Linked DNA regions of Mus musculus: region 1 is linked to region 2. The links are chromatin contacts, called in public HiChIP or PLAC-seq maps. All regions are on one chromosome and are shown on one strand. The core of a region is the stretch at or near the end of the contact, and the rest is flanking DNA. Distances in the headings are between cores, read along the strand shown.

Region 1 (5,090 bases), core at 2,444-4,943, 120 kb before region 2:
CCTCTGCCAGCTCCAGCTGACTGCTCACCCGCTCTACGGAATTTTAAATTCTAGTTATTTTGTAGTTAAACTTCAGAATTCTAGTTTTAAAATAAATTTATCTTCATTGCTGTTTTTTATGTGAAGAAGCAATGTTTTAAAACTTAACTTTAAGTCTTTAAAGCATGGTTTCCTCTCTGAATATTGTGACTCTTTGTTTAATCCAATACTTGGGTCATCTCACCATTGAGTAGGACTGACATTTTCCGTTTTCTTTGAATGCCTGATTTTATTGAAAATTAAACACTGAGTTTTGAAAACTCAGACCCGGAACTGTTGCTGTTTACCTGCTTGCTCATCTGTTGTGGGGCTTGGCTGCAGTGGTCTTCTACAGAGATGGCTGCTGTGCTGGCCCTTCTCTGTTTGACCATCTCTTGAGCTCTTCGTTTGGTTTTTAGCTAGGTTACTTTTGTTGCTGGCTGTTACTTTTTGTTGCTCAGCTGTCAGCTTCTGCTAATTACTCTATTTTTATTAATATCTTAGGGCTTAAATTAAAGTCAGACCTTTTGGCTGAAGCCAAGCACTGCCAGGCTTTTAGATTAGAGCTGGGCTTACCCCAAGAGGACTCTTTACTCCCTCTCTTTGCAGACACTTACTACAGTTCTCTTGCTAAACTGTCAGCTGCTCTTGAGTTTTGCATTTTGCTGCTACTGTCATTGAATGGCCAGTTATAAAGTTCTCTAAAGATTGTTTTTCATAATTCCTTTAGGAGTGATCTTCCCCAGTTGGTTTGATGCCCACATGTGGTGCTTCAGTGTCTTCTGGTTTTGTGTATCACCACCTCAAGCCTAGGCCTACCTTTAGTGAGCTCAGAGTGGAAGCAGCTGAAGTACCACCACTCATTGAGGAGCAGGGCACTGGTGGGGATGGTAACCTCTTTTCTTACCCTACATCTCTTTGACAAAACAAACCTCTGTCTGCCAGAGACTGGGTGGGGCCCAGGGTGGTTGTTCTGTGCTCTGCTATATCTGAAGTAGAGTTTCAGCCTTCCTGGTAGGATTGGTTGGAGAAAGGAGCCCCATTCTCTCTCCTTGTCTGCCTGGAATGTGAAGCTGGCCAGGGGCATGGTGCTAACAGATGCTAGCAGCCTTCCCCTCCTACAGGAGAGCTGTACCACTAGACAGGAGCTGGGGACCTTCCTAGTGTAGGACTTCACTGAGTCAAGAGGACAGGAATAGAGGTGGTTTGTAGTAAGTGCATCACAGATGCCTTTTCATGTCACCTTATCAAACAGAATTTTGTCACAGTTGTATGACATTTTAGGGGGAGAGTTGATTTACTGAGTTTCTGAAGTCCCATCCCTGTGTCTTCAGCTTTGTTGATTGATTTTGTGTGCTGTGATGTAGGTGTCGGTTTTATTTCCATAAGGCTGTCCTGTTGTACCAGCTTCATTTGTCCTCTGCTGGTTTTCATAGTGCTATCAGTTTTATACATGAACTGTCTGGACCCAACTCTTGGTGCGGACTGTCATTTGTTTTTGTGTGAGAACCGAATGTCTTAGTGCAGTGTCATAATAAACTGGATGGTTACCAAAACAGCCTTGCCTACTTTTTGGTAGGCAGAATTCTAAAAAGTGACATGATGAAGCCGAAAAGAGAAACAGATTGAAATGCAACAACAGAGGTCAGAAAAAACTAGCCCCCTCTTTCCTGCTTGACCATGCTTAGTTTTGAAACAGGGCCTTCCTTTTTTTTTTTTTTTTTTAAAGATTTATTTATTTATTATATGTAAGTACACTGTAGCTGTCTTCAGACACACCAGAAGAGGGAGTCAGATCTCATTAGGGATGGTTGTGAGCCACCATGTGGTTGCTGGGATTTGAACTCAGGACCTTCGGAAGAGCAGTCGGGTGCTCTTACCTGCTGAGCCATCTCACTAGCCCCCAGGGCCTTCCTTTATAGCTGAGGCTGGTCTCAAACTGACTCAGGAAGATTTAACGGTATGAACTAGAAATGCAGATAAACCACAGAAGATAAGTCCAACCTCCAACCAGTAAATGGAAATGGGGACCTTGGGCCTATAAACTGAGCTATACCTACATTCTGAATGGATGTAGAAGCAGGTTTTCCTCTGTAATCATTACTTTTTGTACTGCTGTAATATTTGTCAGAATACTGTTGTAATTGGAATATTTGACAGGAACTTATGAGAGAGGAAACATGAGTTTGTGCATGGTTCAGATTAGTGTCATGGCAAAGAGGGTGGCAGCAGCTGTTCCTACCAGGTTGTCTTAAAGATGCCATAGCTTTCGGCTGGAGTCTGAGCACATAAACATTAGTGGGCAATTTCCGATTCACCCTGTAGCATCTCTTATAGCAGCTCGACAGCTATATAGCCTAGTTGCCAGTGATTTCATATTTATAAACTCTAAGCAGAGACCCTGGCGGTAATTTGTAAGTGTGCAATAGAAAATTTGTATGGACTTCTGATTTTCTTCAGGATTGTTATTGATTAATTTTAGCTCTTGAAAATTATACAAAAAAGTAAAAACAGTTAAAACACCATCAACCTATTTGAGATTACACATTAAATTTATAGACCATTCTAAAAAAATAATGAGTATTCCAAATCATATATGCAGTATCCCATTTCTGTTAATAATTTATAATTTCTCCATAATGATCACATAATTATTGTTAGGCTTCTAGGTGTTTTATGCCTTTCAGTGTGATTATAAATTATGTCTTCTTAGACATTATTTTTGGTTTATTGCTGATAATGCAGAAACAGTTAATATTTTATGTTGACTTGATAACTAGTAATCTTGCTTATAATTCTTTTTACTCTCAAATTTATTTGCATTTCTGTCAGCATATATGGGTGATGAAGGTGATTGGTTCATCTTTTGCAGTTTGTAGTTTTTGTTGTTCTAGATTTAACATTGACCGATTAAGTGTTATAGTGGACCCATTGTCTTGTATTTCACAATCTTTTAGTATTTTGCAATTTGGTGTTTTGGTATTTTTGATCTGTCACCTTTAGTTGAAGGAAATTTCTTTGTGTACCTAATTAATGGCTCTTGTTTAAATAATGAGTGTTTTCATTAAACGCGTCTTTATCTATTTAGATAAATAACTTTTTTCTAAGTCTTTTAAATGAGGTCATATGAGTGTGTTTTGCTTTGTTTTTGTTTTGTTTTTTTGTTTTGTCACTGTGACAGATACCTGAAAGGCAACATTCTAAAGATGTATTTGGGCTCATGGTTGCAGAACTTGGAGCACTTGGAAACCAGGTGTGGTGTGGTGTGGTAAATCTTCTCCCAAATATGCCCCAGCAATGAAAACACGACACAATTAATATGAATACATGCTGTGCGCCTAGACTGGGCAGATGTACTGCTATACTACCATCTTCCACATCTATGAGACCCCTTAGAACTTGCGGTTTCTCCAGGCCATGTGCTGCTGCTCCGCTTTTCTTCTTCTTCCTCCTCCTCTTTCTCTCCGTCTCAGACCTCCTTCTTTTCTTTTTGCGCCACCTTCCCTCTCTCTGCCCAAATGTCAGTCTTCTTTATTTTACAAATTAAGGTGGGAAGAAGGTTTACAGGAAATCACCTGAGTGCTGACTCATTCCTTGTTCACAGTCCCTCTCTGGGGAATGGAATTAACATCAAAATAATTAGCCCCAGGGCTATCCACAACTCAGGTGTGCTAAGAGAATCAAGCCACACTGCACTTTCCTTTTTTCCTTGTGTCTCATCCAGGCCCAGCCTCTAGGATGATGCTACCGATACTGAGGTGGGTCTTCCCACTGAGTACTTTCAGGGTAGGGGTGTTTTCCTTAACTCGAAACACTTCTCAGCCTACTCCCATGATTAACTCCTATAATGTGGGATTGCTACTGCTCTTAATTGAATCAATCTTGCCTTCCTGACAACAGCCTAGTTTTGAAATTATTACTACTTATATGCAAATTGCTGAATAGTTTTTATCTTAGCCAGGGTTTCTATTCCTGCACAAACATCATGACCAAGAAGCAAGTTGGGGAGGAAAGGGTTTATTCACCTTACACTTCCTCACTGCTGTTCATCACCAAAGGAAGTCAGGACTGGAACTCAGGCAGGTCAGAAATCAGGAGCTGATGCAGAGGCCATGGAGGGATGTTCCTTACTGGCTTGCTTCCCCTGGCTTGCTCAGCTTGCTTTCTTATAAAACCCAAGACTACCAGTCCAGGGATGGCAACACCCACAAGGGGCCCTCCCCTGTTGATCACTAATTGAAAAAATGCCCCACAGCTGGATGCATGGAGACATTTCCCCAACTGAAACTCCTTTCTCTGTGGTAACTCCAGCCTGTGTCAAGTTGACACACAAAACCAGCTAGTACAGTTGACCCCTTGTCAACTTGACACACAAACACACGACTATTAAACCTCAACCCTTACTTTCTTATTCATCTCCAAGATCTAAATAACCTTAAAAGTCCCACAGTCTTTGCAAATTCTTACATATTGAAATTTCAATTCCTTTAAAATATCCATTCTCTTTTAAAATCCAAAGTCTTTTTACAATTAAAAGTCTCTTAATTGTGGGCTCTACTAAAATAATTTTCCTTCAAGAGGGAACAATATCAGGACACACTCACAATCAAAAGCAAAATCAGAACTCCAACCATCTAATGTCTGGAATCCAACTCACGATATTCTGGGCTCCTCCAAGGGCTTGGGTCACTTCTCCAGCCCTGTAGCACACACCTTGTCTTCTAGGATCCAGATGGCCTAAATTGCACTGCTGCTGCTGTTCTTGGTGGTCATCTCATGGTACTGGCATCTTCAAAACACTGCTGTCTTCGGCTGTAACTTGGCTTCACCAATAGCTCTCATAGGCTTCCTTCATGGTGCCAAGCATCAACTCCTTTGCATGACCCCTTCAGTCCTGGGCCATCAGCTGCAACTGAGGCTGCACCTTCACCAATGGCCTTCTGCAGCCTCTCACAGTGCCCAGCCTCAGCTGCTCTTAATGACCCCTTCATGTCTTCAAAACCAGTACCACCTGGGTGACTCTTACACATTACCAAGTCCAGCCACAGCCCAAGGTACAACATTAGCTATCT
Region 2 (5,310 bases), core at 1,874-4,373:
TCATCTACTCACTAAGCTGGACCAAGAATTGAAGTCATCCTTTTAGCATGGGCAAACCCCAAAAGGGACAAAAATCAACAGGGAGGGTAAATTTGGCTGGTGAGGTGGCTCAGCGGATAAAGGACTTTGCCATTAAGTCTCATAACTGAGTTTAATCCTCAGAACACACTTGGTGGGAAAGAACCAACTCCCATAAGCTACCTTCTGACCATCACTCCCGCCCCCCCCCCTCACACACACACACACACACACATACACACACACACACACACACACACACAGAGTCACTGCCACACTTCCCTGCAAATGTCACTTCACTGTCCCTTCCCAGTGCTTTCCCCTCCAGAGTCTTGCTTTCCTCAAATACTGGCAAGTGATTCCACTGTACACGCCCGCTGACTTCCCCAGTGACTCTCCGCTAATGGGTGTGGGTGGACAAGAACCAAAGGCTCCATTTCCCAGCCCCCCTCAGTTCTCTGTGGCTGCATGGCTCGTCAGCAGATTTTGTTATGATGGTGTTGCAAACTTCTCTACCATGATCTCAAAAGGGTAAGAACGCCTGTCTTCTGGCTAATAGTGGCTGGGTTTCCACCTGTCATCTGAGACCATGCCATGACCTTGTGGGTGGACACACATGCAGATGGAGCAGACAGGATCTCTCTATGTAGCTCTGGCTATCCTAGTACTCGTTCTGTAGACCAGGCTGGCCACAAACAGTACTCAGCCTGCCTCTGCCTCCCAAGTGCTGGAGCTAAAGGATTGAAGTGTACTGCCAGCACCACTGGCTGGCTGGAAACTTGTCTAAATGGGAGAAATGAACTTTATTGTTTAAATCACTGTACTTCAAGGATCTCTGAGGTTAATCCAGCCCAATCCAACATCATTACTGCCCTGGCTTTCCTGAGCAACAAGACTGTGTCCCCCGCCTGCCACCAGGGGCTGTTACATAGCTCCACCATTGTTGACTATAGCACTTAAATTGGGGCCCCACAAGGTTTCTTCTTGGCTTATCAAAGAGAGTGGCATACTGACCAGGACACAGTCTTAAATCTGTGCTTCTGGAACCCACTACAGGGTCTACCATTGCCCTCAAATGACTGGAACTAAGGAGCTCACTGGGGAAGCATTTACCCAGCTTGCTCATGGCCCTGGGATTAATCCCCAACACTTAAGAGACTCATGATTTCCTGAACAGAATACTCAGTTTTGCACTTCAAGTAGAGTTCACTGACCATCACCCCCCCACCCCCCCAGGCTCTCTCCCCCAGAGCCTGGGGCTTCATAGACTCTCACGAGAGAGAGAGAGAGAGAGAGAGAGAGAGAGAGAGAGAGAGAGAGAGAGAGAGAAAAAACCACCTGTTTTTGCAGGTCTCTCACTGAGTGTGGAACTTGCCAATTTGGCTCATGAGCTGCCAGACTGCTTCAGGGATGCCCAGTGCTGGGACTGTGGAGATTTCTACATCACTGACTTTAGGCCTGTGTCTCTATAAATGCATCCTGGGAGAGGGGCTGGGTTTCTGGCAGAGTCAGCAATGGCCACCACTGCGGTGTGGGTATCTTTATGCTAGTACCAGGTCAACAGTCAACAAACTGCTTCCACCTTACTTCCAAAGGGGGCTGTCAGATGCTTTTCCGTCACCCAGGACATCAGTCCCACTCGATGGAGCATCGCTTGGAAACTTAGAAAAGCACACCCACCACAGGCTGACCTGAGAGATGTGAGGCACACATGAAGTACACGCTCGCCACTTAGAACACAAGGAGACCGTAAAGCGACTGGAGTTTATTGCCGCGATACCGTTAAGTAGCTACAGAGCGCAGCTCCTCTCTTTCTCTTTAAATGCCATCTTACCACAGGCATCTAAAGCAACAGCAGCAGCTACAAAATGGTGTCTGAATAATTCTGAGTTCAAAACAAGATCTGTGTACAGGCAGAATAAAAAGATGTTCAATTAATAGTGTGCCATGGACCGGAACAAAACATCTGCAACTGGGAGTTTTGTGTAAACCGTAATAGAGATGCGACTCACAGAGACCAACAGTAAATTCTTGTTTCCTTGTACAGTTTAGTGAGGTGGTCTGTGTTCTTGCAAACGACTTACAAAGTACAAGAAATGTTGCATGTGGGCACTAGGCATAAAATATTTCATTTCCTTACACAAGGCATAGCAGTGGTACAGGGAACCCAGTGGGTACCCCGCCATCTCTCTTCCAAAGATGAACCTCCCAGAACGGCAGTAGATGCCTGGCAGCAAGCCACCCATGACAACTTTTTTTGGTTGTTTAAAATACAAGCACATTCTCAGATTGCCCTCCTCGGCTGTAACCCCCCGACGTGGTGGGAGGCAAGCCCTCAGCCTCTTGCGTAGTTTCCCCTTAGAATTATGTACAGGACACCTACAGATACGGTACACACTAGTATGAAATCAATGGTAGTTTGCGATTCCAGACCTGACCCCGTGGTTAACTAAACAGACCACGTCGGTTCTGAACATTGGTTCCCAGTTAAGAAGGCTCTGAAGCATCTGCATCAGACACAGGCTTCTCGACGGCCGGGGTGCAGTCGCTGACTCTGTCCTCAACAGTGGTGGGGACCTTGGAAGCAGGAGACGTCACATCCACAGTGAGGGAAGAGGCGTCTGCCTTTGCAGTAGTCATGACAGGGTCAGAAGGTGGGCCCATGGCAGGAAGGGAAGACAGCGGCTCCCCTGCGCTGGCTGCAGAAGAGCCCTCTGGAACCAAAGGGAATGACGGGAGGAAGTCGGACAGCATGGGGAGAGGTGCAATGCCAGGTAAGTTTCGGGGAGGCAAGGAGGGAAGAGGTGGCAAACCTAGGATAGAAACAGCAGAGGTCACATATTCTCCCAGCAACCAGAGCACGGCCATCAAGCTCCTCTACCTGCCCCTGAGAGCCTGCAGCCGAAGCAGAGCTCTTTGCTCACTGCCACCTTTGCTGACCTCTAACTGGAGGCTGGGGCCAAAAGCTTTCCAGGCCCAAGCTCCGTGTACTCAGCCCTGCACTCAGGAGTCTGCCGATGCGACAACAGCTCCCTCCAGAGCCATGGGAAGCAGTGCTCCCTGGCGTTCAAGGGCGCTGGCTGGATGTGAGCTAGGAGGATCCTGCCCAGGCAAGGCGCCTCTTGTCAGCTAAGAGGAGGAGCTGTGGAGGAGCAGCAGCACTGCCTCAAGGGAGCCGCCCTGCACCTGGGGAGGCCCCGCACTGCCTGTGCTGCTCTTGGTGCGTTATTCTGGAGATCTTCAGAGAGGAAAGAGCAAAGGGAAGGCGGATTGTACGGGGTATGTCCAGGACACCACTGGCTGGAGAAGCTGTCCTGTCCTTAGAGGCTTGCTGCATTTAAAGACAGAGGGACCAAGAATATGGGCCCCAGGGAAAAGAAGCAGGGAGTGTGGTCGGTGCAGCTGGGGCTTTCTAGGTCCCTTGTTCTTCAGCCCTGGCACTGAAGATGTAAAAAATGCAAACCTGTCAGAAGTGTGACAATGACAACCACTATTCAGTATGGAGTGATCACTGCAGTGTCATGATGGGCAGTCACAGGGAGCGTCAGCAGGAGCAGGCTTGGGGACTGCTGCTCCCTTTTCACCTGGGCATATGACCTGAGAGCCACCTGCTGGCAGCTGGTGCTCTGGGTTACTATTATAAAACCATCTGTCAACCCCCAGAACACTTAGCTGGCCCGAGTGCAGAGCTGTGGTCCTAGCACTTGAGAGGCTGAGGCAGGAAGTTAATCCAGGCCAGCTACAGTGAGACTCCGCCTGCCCCTCCAATCTCAGAAAAACAAAAATACCAGGCCTGGACTGCACAGAGCAGTCACCAGCATTTCCTGTGGGTAGCATCCTTAAACAGGAAGTGAAGAGAGGGGACTCAAGCATCTTTATTAGGTGACTGTACCACACTGTCAAATTCAGTGCACAGTGCAACTCCACTGATCCTATGGTAGCCTGCCTGGGGCCAAACCTACCAGGGTGTAGAGAAAGGGAGGGAGGCAGAAGGCCGGGTCATGGACTTCTTTCTTCTTCTCCATATAAAAGATGGATACTGATTAGAAGTAGCTGAAATGTGTTTAGCTGAGATGCTCTTTCTGGAAAAGACTGAACGGGAGGCCTCGCTTTCCTGAATCCATGTTTTTATTAGCAATGTCTTAGGAGGGTAAGGCATGCAACATACCCGGGCTCCCGAGCTCTGGCAAACCGACCCCTGGCATGATGTGCGGAGCAGGGAGGTTGAAGTTGGAGAGGCTGGGGAGGTTGGGGAGGCTAGGCAGCCCTGCTGACAAAGGCATCAGACCTGAGCAGAGGGCGAGAAAGAACACAAGGTAAGTCGTTCCCCTGGGAAGGAGACAGGTCATCACACGCTGACAAAAGGATCTCTTCAGAATTCCGACACCAGGGTTCACTGATGAGCGACAACTGAGTCTCACAGAACGCGCTCTGCCTCGTCTGAGGGATCAGGCTGTGAAAGCAGCAAATGCTACACAAGCAACACACGCTCCCACGGCCCTGGACCAGAGAGAAGGCGCCTACCTACACACTAACAGCTCACCGTGCTGCCCATCGTTCTGTGTGAGCACATGCGCAGTTCATGGCTGACTACATCTGCACACTGACAACTGTAGCCCTGTAATGGGAGGCCCTGACAACGCACATACTCATTACTCAAGTAACATCTCACGGATATCAGCTAGACAACAGGACTTAGTCTGCACTGGAAATACCGAGAATCCACACAATTTAACACGGGAGCATCTCAATGCACAAATAACTACGGCGCCGCCTTAGCCGGGCGGCCACAGAAGAGCCTCCAGCAAGTCCTACACACACATGCGTGGGAAGGTGAGATGTTGGGGAGTCTCAGGCTAAGTGGCACCTGTTTCCTGGCCTGCTAAGGAGAGTACTCTTGTTCTGTCACAGAGCTCTGCAGTGATAATGGACGGTTAAAAGACAAAGAGTTTCAGGAGCAAACACCATTATCAAACAAGTCTTTAGCCTGCTGCTTACTTGGTAATGTGGTAGCTGGGTTCATTGGTGGCATAGAAGCAAGGGACTGGTTTACTTGTGGCGGCAACAATGGTACAGTTGGTACGCCTAAAATAAAGCACATTAAATCATTTTAAACCAATTCTACCGCCAGATATGAAGAGATCACATACAGGAGGATGCTGTTCCGGCTTCACTATGGCCGAACTCTTGGCTGTATCATTACTATGTATAACCTTTCAGAGCTAACTCACCAATGCATGTATGGCCCTGACAGACACCTTAGCCTCAGCCTGGTGAGGGAAGAAAACTGTG

What was found. HiChIP or PLAC-seq counts read pairs in DNA pulled down with a chosen protein or histone mark.
Region 1: a contact with region 2 is called in an H3K27ac HiChIP or PLAC-seq map of embryonic stem cells, with 27 read pairs. The contact joins two enhancer-like sites. A contact is called at or near these places in 2 of 484 Hi-C or Micro-C datasets (neural progenitor cells and olfactory sensory neurons), 2 of 115 datasets of contacts at active chromatin or transcription factors (both in embryonic stem cells) and 2 of 9 other capture datasets (adipose tissue and pancreatic islet).

What each region holds. Positions count from the first base shown.
Region 1 is chr2:70,804,779-70,809,868 of GRCm38.p6, reverse strand. All of the region lies in intron 1 of Tlk1 (tousled-like kinase 1), which reads left to right. Among named protein-coding and RNA genes, the nearest start is that of Tlk1, 18 kb to the left of the region's middle. Within about 2 kb of position 3,693, at least 13 of the 459 cell types and tissues checked have an H3K27ac peak or open chromatin away from gene starts, as enhancers often do. A contact at or near this core is called in embryonic stem cells, where this site is marked.
Region 2 is chr2:70,688,179-70,693,488 of GRCm38.p6, reverse strand. Gorasp2 (golgi reassembly stacking protein 2) reads right to left here. Exons shown (of 10, transcript NM_027352.4): 8 at 5,017-5,103; 9 at 4,187-4,306; 10 at 1,764-2,831. The coding sequence ends at 2,506. Among named protein-coding and RNA genes, the nearest start is that of Gm38528, 14 kb to the left of the region's middle. Within about 2 kb of position 3,123, at least 41 of the 459 cell types and tissues checked have an H3K27ac peak or open chromatin away from gene starts, as enhancers often do. A contact at or near this core is called in embryonic stem cells, where this site is marked.